Regions from separate parts of the Hordeum vulgare genome. Here region 2 is linked to region 1. The links are chromatin contacts, called in public Hi-C maps. All regions are on one chromosome and are shown on one strand. The core of a region is the stretch at or near the end of the contact, and the rest is flanking DNA. Distances in the headings are between cores, read along the strand shown.

Evidence for each region. Hi-C and Micro-C count contacts between places; a contact is called where the count stands out from the background.
Region 2: a contact with region 1 is called in a Hi-C map of seedling, with 2.6 times the contacts expected there. The contact joins the promoter of LOC123403762 here to the promoter of LOC123402114 in region 1. A contact is called at or near these places in 3 of 6 Hi-C or Micro-C datasets (leaf and seedling) and 1 of 1 datasets of contacts at active chromatin or transcription factors (embryo).

What each region holds. Positions count from the first base shown.
Region 1 is chr6H:100,314,788-100,318,805 of MorexV3_pseudomolecules_assembly, forward strand. It overlaps LOC123402114 (probable beta-1,3-galactosyltransferase 2), which reads left to right and starts at 1,747. Exons shown (of 12, transcript XM_045095995.1): 1 at 1,747-1,915; 2 at 2,003-2,492; 3 at 3,130-3,226; 4 at 3,428-3,489; 5 at 3,601-3,812; 6 at 3,907-3,970. The coding sequence starts at 2,392.
Region 2 is chr6H:100,542,104-100,546,121 of MorexV3_pseudomolecules_assembly, forward strand. It overlaps LOC123403762 (OVARIAN TUMOR DOMAIN-containing deubiquitinating enzyme 2), which reads left to right and starts at 2,179. Exons shown (of 9, transcript XM_045097674.1): 1 at 2,179-2,367; 2 at 2,972-3,067; 3 at 3,169-3,214. The coding sequence starts at 3,003.

The DNA.
Region 1 (4,018 bases), core at 497-2,996:
GGACGGCCTGAGCGCCTCCTCGTCGTTGTCGTCGAGGATAACGACGCCATCCTTCTCGCGGCCGCGGTGTCGAGCGGCGATCTCCTCAAGGGTGTGGCGCTGGCGACCCATCTCCTGATGAGGACATGGCTATCTTGGATACGACCAAACATATTTCATATTTGCATATTTGTGAGATGATTTTTTATAATAATGATGCAATAATTTATTTATGTTATCTGGAATAAAAAATACTTCACCTATTTCTACTCCATGCCTAAATGCATAATTGTCGAACGCTTGCCTGAATCACGTGTGAAGATAAAGGAAGAGGAAATGATTAAGTGTTGTTCAAAAAGTCCTCACATTAAAGCAAATGATTATGTGTTGTTTAAGAAGTTCTCTCACGTCACTTTAGTTCAAGAAAAGATAAAGTCCAACTCTCTCACGTTCTGTACTCAGATTCGGACTGCACAGACACACCTGTCTCAAAATATCAACAACATCTGCACACGACTCCGAATCGGGTGATTTTTTTGTTTGAAAGTAGATTTTTATCTACGTTTCGGCTTAATTGGAATCACTTTTAAATTCGTCCGGAACGTGAAGATAATTACAGAACAATCTGAGATTGCATGAGAGTCCGAGTAAAACTATAACTCCAAAGGTGTTGCATCACCTCCATTTGGGCCTATGGGCCTTGTACGACCTAGGGTTGGTTGGAGGCTATCTTGGAACGTCCTCCCACATCGTTGGCCTCCACCCCTTGCTCCTATATAAGTAGATCAACCTAGTAGATTTTTTCTTGGAATTTGTTTAGTTAAAAGTTAGCCATTCCAACTTCGTGTACTTCGTTTGTGCCAACGATCAGACCAAGACCGCTTTCAGATCCTCATCTTTATCAATACTTCATATATATTCGCAATATTCAGATTGCTTTTATCATATTCTTGTTTGTTCTTCGATTGCTTGCAGGAAGAGACCTTTGTGGTGAGGTTGATCGTGATCCGACGTGGTCAATAACCTCTTAGAGTTGTTTTAGTGATTGCTAAGGTGCAACGTCGTGCACGTTTGTAGTCGGTTCGTCAAAGTCGTCTCCACCAAATCGATAGTCATCATCTCATCGAAAGATCGAGACCCTCGCATTTATCATCTACTCCCGGACGAAGTGTCCCACGCCCATTCGAGGACGGTCTCGTCGGCGGCGGCCATGTCCAGGTGCTCCTGCTTGATGGAGAGGAGCGCCGGCCCGATCTTCGGCTTGACGAGGCGAGAGAAGGAGCCGTCCTCGTTGATGATGATGCCGCCGCTGCGCGTGCACAGCCCGAACAGGGTCTTCAGCAACTCTGGCTTGACAGGGAAGAGTGTCGGTGATCCAAAGGAGCGGGAGCGGGAGCCGGACGAGGATGATGACGCGGTTTTCATGCGCCTCGGCGTCCTAGCTAGTCTAACTTTATAATGGAGTGGTACAAGGTTGTTCCATAAAAAAATCTGCAACTTAATTAGACCAGCAGGACAGTTTCAAAAATAAATAAATTAGTCCAGCAGGACAAGAAAACGCGATTTGACCATGGCACCTCGCAAGGCGCAACCGCAGCATCCTTCCTTCCACAGCCGTGCAGCGACTGCGACGGCACAACAACACGAGCACGGGGAACACAGAGCGAGCGGTTGAGCCTTCCACATCCCCCCACCCCACCCCACCCCACCCCACCATCACCCTCAAGCAAGTGGCTCAGCTCAGCCGCAGCGGCGGCAGCCTGCAGGCGCATGTGAGAAGCCACCGTGGTCCTCGTGGAACTCCATCTATCCATCTATCCGCGCCGGGGAAGGGACGAGATCGCGCCATTAAAAAAGAGCAGCGCGGGACCGCGCTCCCGCGACCTCGAGGGTCTCGAATCCCGGGCGAACCATCCCTGCGCCGAGCTCTGATCCGGTAACAACAAGTGGCCGGCCACCTTGATTCGATTCGCTTGGCCGTTCGTTTTGTTTTTACCCGCCACCATCACCACCACCTCTGCAGGACTGCGGCTCAGCTCCTCGGTTGTTTTCTTGACGCTGCCGACGGACGGACCGACCGTCCATCCACCCCCACCTCGGGGCTTGCCGTCCCCCCCGCTGTCGCGTTTAGATTAATCAATGCGGGCGGGGCTAATGGCGTGCGCCAGTGGACACTGACTGACCTCCGCACCACACCCACATGGCCCGTCGTGGGGTGGGGGGAAGGTGACCAGGCGAGGTGAGCCGTGAGCAGCGCAGAGGTGCGTGCGTGCGAGACCGCCAAGGGCAACCAGCCAAGAACGAGGCCTCCTTCCTTCCTGCTCCCTCCTACTACATGCACTGTGGGAGAAGGTGAGAGACTGAGGAGGCGAGGACACCGTGCTGTAGGCGGCGGCGGCGGCGGAGGCCACCATGAGCTGGAAGAAAGCCGGAGGGGATGGAGGCGTGTCCAAGCGGTGGGCCGTGCTCCTCTGCCTCGGGAGCTTCTGCCTCGGCCTGCTCTTCACCAACAGGTAAACCAGCACCCCCAATTCTCCCTCCTGCTTCCTCAATTTCCCTCCCAAGATTCCCAGCTCAGCTCAGCTCCGATACCAGCTCGAGTTCAGCTGGGCCTAGCGCAAGATCCGCGACGTCTCGCCAGCCTCCAATTTGTGAGACTAGAGATCGGATGGCCGATGGGGTTGCCAAGGCTCGATTTGGGGATTTCTCGATTCCTGTCGGCAGCCTCTTCGTTCTGCCCCGCCATCGAATAATCCACCTGTTTTTGGCTAATCTTGTCACGCAAAGTCCGATTCTGATGCTGCCGAATTGCGGGTGCGTCAAGTAAGGCTCCATGAATTTAGGAATTCGGTGGGTTTGCTGCCACATCGGGCCATTTTTCCTTACCACAACTGGGTCCGAGTGCGGATGATCCTGCGCAGATTCTTGATATAACTGTAGAGACGAGTTATTATTGCTACTAGGTGATGTATCCTCCTCCAACATTGAATAACTGTACTCCTACCCACAACTGTAAGATGTGATCACATCTTATGAACGTCTACTACTTCTGTTCTCTTGAATTGGAATGTTTTTCTCCATTGCGATGCCATTCGACCCCGAAGTTTAGTACAGTAAATGATTCTTGCGCATCCGGTTTGCTTGATCCAGAATGTGGACACTGCCGGAGGCAACCGAGGTTCCGCTACCGAATCAAAGCGTCGAGGAAGGCAAAGCTCTAGTTGATGCAGACTGTGGTTCAAAAAAGGTACCGGTGGTGTACTTCTCCCTCCATTCATTTTTGTCAAGGATTCCATAATTGCACATTGATATTCATATATTGTACAGCAGCCGCACAAGTCAGTGTTATAAAAGCAGATTGCTTCTGTGTAATGAGTGTTGTAGATTTATTATGTTGTACCACCCGCATTAATCGTTGATACATAGTTTGATTATCATGTGCTGCTAGGTTCAAGAACTGCAAAAATACAAAGATGTATTACCAGATCAAGATACTCATCATGATGTACAGTATGTAACCGGCTTTGTCTTTATTGAGCGCATCATTTGTTCCTTTATTGGAAGTATCCTTTTTATGGAAAAAATGGTTATGACTTGCATTTCCAAATTTTTTGGTTGTAGGACACTAGATAAGACAATAGCGACCTTAGAGACAGAACTCTCGGCTGCTAGAACCCTGCAAGAGTCATTGCTCAACGGTTCCCCTGTTTCAGAAGACTTCAAAGTTTCTGAGTCGATTGGGAGGAGAAAGTACCGCATGGTGATTGGCATCAATACTGCTTTTAGCAGTCGCAAGAGAAGAGATTCCATACGTTACACTTGGATGCCTCGAGGTTGCTGACACTCAACTTTATAACTAACTTGCTTTTTGGAACATTTCTTACCCTGCGAAACTTTGAAATAACTAATAACAATGTTTGAAAATAGGCGACAAAAGGAAAAAGCTTGAAGAAGAGAAGGGGGTCATAATTCGGTTTGTCATTGGTCACAGGTATGACGCAGATAGATTTTTATGTGCACTTAACTACCAATGCATGAT
Region 2 (4,018 bases), core at 929-3,428, 230 kb after region 1:
AAGAACAATCACACGACTACTCTTAACTTTTTTCAGTTGTACAAATAAGATATCACATTCTAAGAGTATGAGGAAATGTTTTTTTCCTATAGAGAAGCTATACCTAATTATTTAGCTAATTGCCAAATCTCTTCCAAATGTGCTCAACCAAGTCCCTCTTGAGTTGCGTATGTGTTGAGCGATCACGAATTCCAGCATTTCTCCGAAGAACATCAGCAAAGCATGTGTTACCACCTACCTTCATTTCTGGAGGTAACACAACTGATGACCCCGGAGTCTCATTCAAGTCAAGAGGAGTGGTGACCATTTCCCTCTCATCTTCAACTATCATATTGTGAAGAATGATGCATGCTTTCATAATATTTCCAATAGATGCTCGCGACCATAATCGTGCTGGACGACGCACAATGGAGAAGCGAGATTGCAAGACGATGAAAACGATCCTTTACTTGGTTCATTTCCCTCTTTCTATTTTTTGGAGTGGTGCTGTTGTACGTAGCAGTGACGTCTTGCCAATATCGGTCAGCTTTCTTACAATTTCCAGCTATTGGATCATTTGAGTTGTTCAACCATGCACTGAACTGCATGATTTAAAGAAAAATTAGTAATGTCCGAACATGATAAACGCTTATCATTTGAGTTGAATTAACTTACCAGTCTTTTGTCCTCTTCTTTTGTCCATGATAAACGCTTATCAGTCCTACATATTTCAACATTATCAGGAATCATGCCTTTGGCCATTGATGGATGTGGTGCCATAACTGGAGCACATGGAGGATGACCACCACCAATACTGATGTTGTGTGGCACGAGTGACTCATGAGAAGTTTGCGATGAAATAGCAGGAATCGACGGATTTTTAAAATAACTTAAGAAACCACCGGGTGGGTATGAATCCATTCCACTGCAAAATAATTATCAACAATCTGGTTAAGAAGTAATTATGCTCATATTAATAAAATACTCATATTTGTCTTCTAGTTATATCCAAAATTCAGAGAACGCTCCTCCGCCTCCGTATTCTGACTTGTTGCCGTACAACATCAGTTGGTGAAGCACTGATTATTATATAGCAAATATGTACGTCTTAAGATGATTGCTAACAGAACTGAACAGAAAAAATGACAATTTATTATATAGCAAATATTTTTAGCATAGAACTGTTATCAAACTCAGTGCTCCATGTGAGTATAACGAATGGTTGTCGTGCGTACTTTACATTTTTGTATCATTCCACACCTGTGGGTTCAGAATACAAGTGCACACTGAAGAAACCAAAATCAACCATGGACTTAGCTGTACATGTGTACGTACCTGAAATCTTTCACGGGCATGAGGGGAGGAGATCCTGACGAACTCCAATAGCCGGGAGGAGTGGAGGTGCCCATGGTCTGCATGGAAGGAGCTATACCATAGGACGCAGCAACGTCGGGAGTCAGCGTGGGTTCGCTGGTAACAGCCGTTGCCGGCCACGAATACGGCGGCGGCGGCGGCGGCGCTTGAACCCTAGTTTGGCGGCTCATGGCCAGAAGTTTGGGGCAAAGTGAAATTAAGAGATGAACGCGAGAGGGGATTTGATGGAGGCGGGAGCAGCAGGGCAATTTGGGCGCGAGCAGCAGAGTGATTTGGCGCGCCAAAGAGGAAATCGGGATATACACGCAGGAGAGGAGAAATTTTGGGGCGGCTACTCGCACCAGATCCAGACGACCCCACTTGAATGCTAAAGAAAGGAACGGGCTGGCCTCGGAGCTTGTGTCCGGAGCGTCGGTTCAGGATCATACGTTTTGGTTCTCTCTCTGCTATTATTACCTGCCATGTCATCAAAATAGTCTACGTGGCCAACTTACCAACGCTCATCATACGCCTGTTGGAGATGCCCTTAGTGAAACGCATATATGACACGGAAAAGCAAGCTGGCTGGCTGGAGGAGGACGGTGCTCTGCCGTTGGCCAGCTTCTCAAGCAGCCGATAGCATTTGAGGCAAAGCAGGTGGCCTCGCGCCAGGCAGGACACCTGGACCGGGGAGCTCGGCCACCCCACCGCAGCAAAGCCCCACGCCCACAGGCGCAAACCAAAACCAAAACCAAAAGCAGAGGCGTGCCAGATCCGCCCAACTTGCCTCTCCCTGCCTGCCTCTCTCCAGATCAGGTTATTAATTCCTTGCTTCCTCCCGTCGCCTTCTTCATTTCCCATTCCGTCCCTCGCCCGTTTTCATACATCTCCCTCCCCTTCCCTCGCGCTCCTCTTACCCCTCCCCCAATTCAGAGCTCCGAGGATTCCGACGCAGCCGCCGCCGACTCGTCCTCCTCCTCGCCCGGAAGGCCGACTGGCCACGCGCCCGAGCCGAACCCCTCGCCCTGCCTCCCGGTACGTACGCTCGCGAGGTGTGTGCGTGTGTGTGCGCGCGCGCGAGCTCGCGAGGTGTGTGCGTGTGTGTGTGTGTGCGCGCGCGCGCGCCTGTGCATGTGTGTGTGTGATTCCGCGGCGCTGAAACCCGCCTGCTTGCTTCTCGTCTGCCGCAGCTCGCGAGGGTCCCAATCCCTTGACGCCTCTCGCCTGCCATGCCACCTGATAGTGCGGGATTGGTTCGAATTGCTCGTTTGTTGGTGGTTGTTGGCGAGCGGGTGGGTTGCCTTGTTATGGTACACCGTCTCATTTGCCTCGTTATAGCGCCGAGCCGGTAGCAGGCGTCGTTTAGGCGTCCCTCGCCAGTACGCGGGGGTTCGAATTAGCAGATCGCGCGTTCGCGATACCTGCTGTTGTTGCGTCACGATGTCAACCTGGGCGTCTTCTTCCTTTTCTAAGTGAAAGAAAATGTACGCTCGTCTCCAGTAGCATGTATGTATGTACTATGTATTTGCTGTTATTTTTCAATCTGACGTCTGATTCCAAGTGGAAAATGTCGATTGGGATGCGTGCAGTACCAGCCCTAGTTGAGCGCGGTTCTGAATCTTTATTTTCGCCGTTTCAGTGATTCAGGCGTGTTTCCTAGCTGCGTGGAAATGGATGGCCCTGTCGTGAGGAGAGTGATCCCTTCGGACAACAGTTGCCTCTTCAATGCCGTCGGGTATGATTCTGCGCCTGTCGTGATATGTTGTACTGGCAAGGAAACGATTTCGCAGATGATGTGGTCGCTGATTGTGCTTCTCGACACCTCTCCTGGTGCAGTTACGTGATGGAGAATAACAAAAACAAGGCTCCTGAGCTCAGACAGGTAACTGCTTCTGATATCTGTTTAGCAATTTGGCAAAACTGTTGTGTTGTCAGAGCCAACCTTATCGCATCAGTTGATCAAAAGATGCCATTATATAAGTTCTAGAAGAATTTTATCTATATCTGTTCAGTTGATGTCCAGCATTTCATATATGGCTCTAAGATATTTCAGTATTTTTGTCAAAACGGCATGAGACCGTCTCGTCCAGAAAAGCTGTTCCAATCAATGCAGTTGCAAGTCATCACACAACTGGTTTTGACAGAAAATTGAGACCACGGGTCATTTAATGTACAGTGTAAAGAGCATAGCATGCTTATCAAGTACCCTAGATTGATTTTGGAATGATAAGCTTCAGTCCTTCAATGCGGAAGTTATTATGCATCATTCACATACCAGCAGCTTCAAAACATCCAAGTCCTTCAATTACTTCCGCGATATTTTGTCCTTCAAATCATGTGTGTAAATAAACTAGATGTGTTCTGTCCATACAATCTATCTGTAGAAAACAAAAGCCAACACAATTGAAGACGACTTTACTGTAGGTCAGATAAATGAAGCAATAAAACATTATTATGTACACCATGATGTTCCTTTTAGCTAGAAACTGTTACTCCCTCCGTTCCTAAATATAAGTCTTTCTAGGGATTCTACTAGAGGACTACATACGAATGTATATAGACATACTTTAGAGTGTAGATTCATTTATTTTGCTTCGTATGTAGTCATCTAGTGAAATCTCTTAAAAGACTTATATTTAGGAACGGAGGGAGTATTACAAATTGTTGGATTGTACTTGTTATCGCC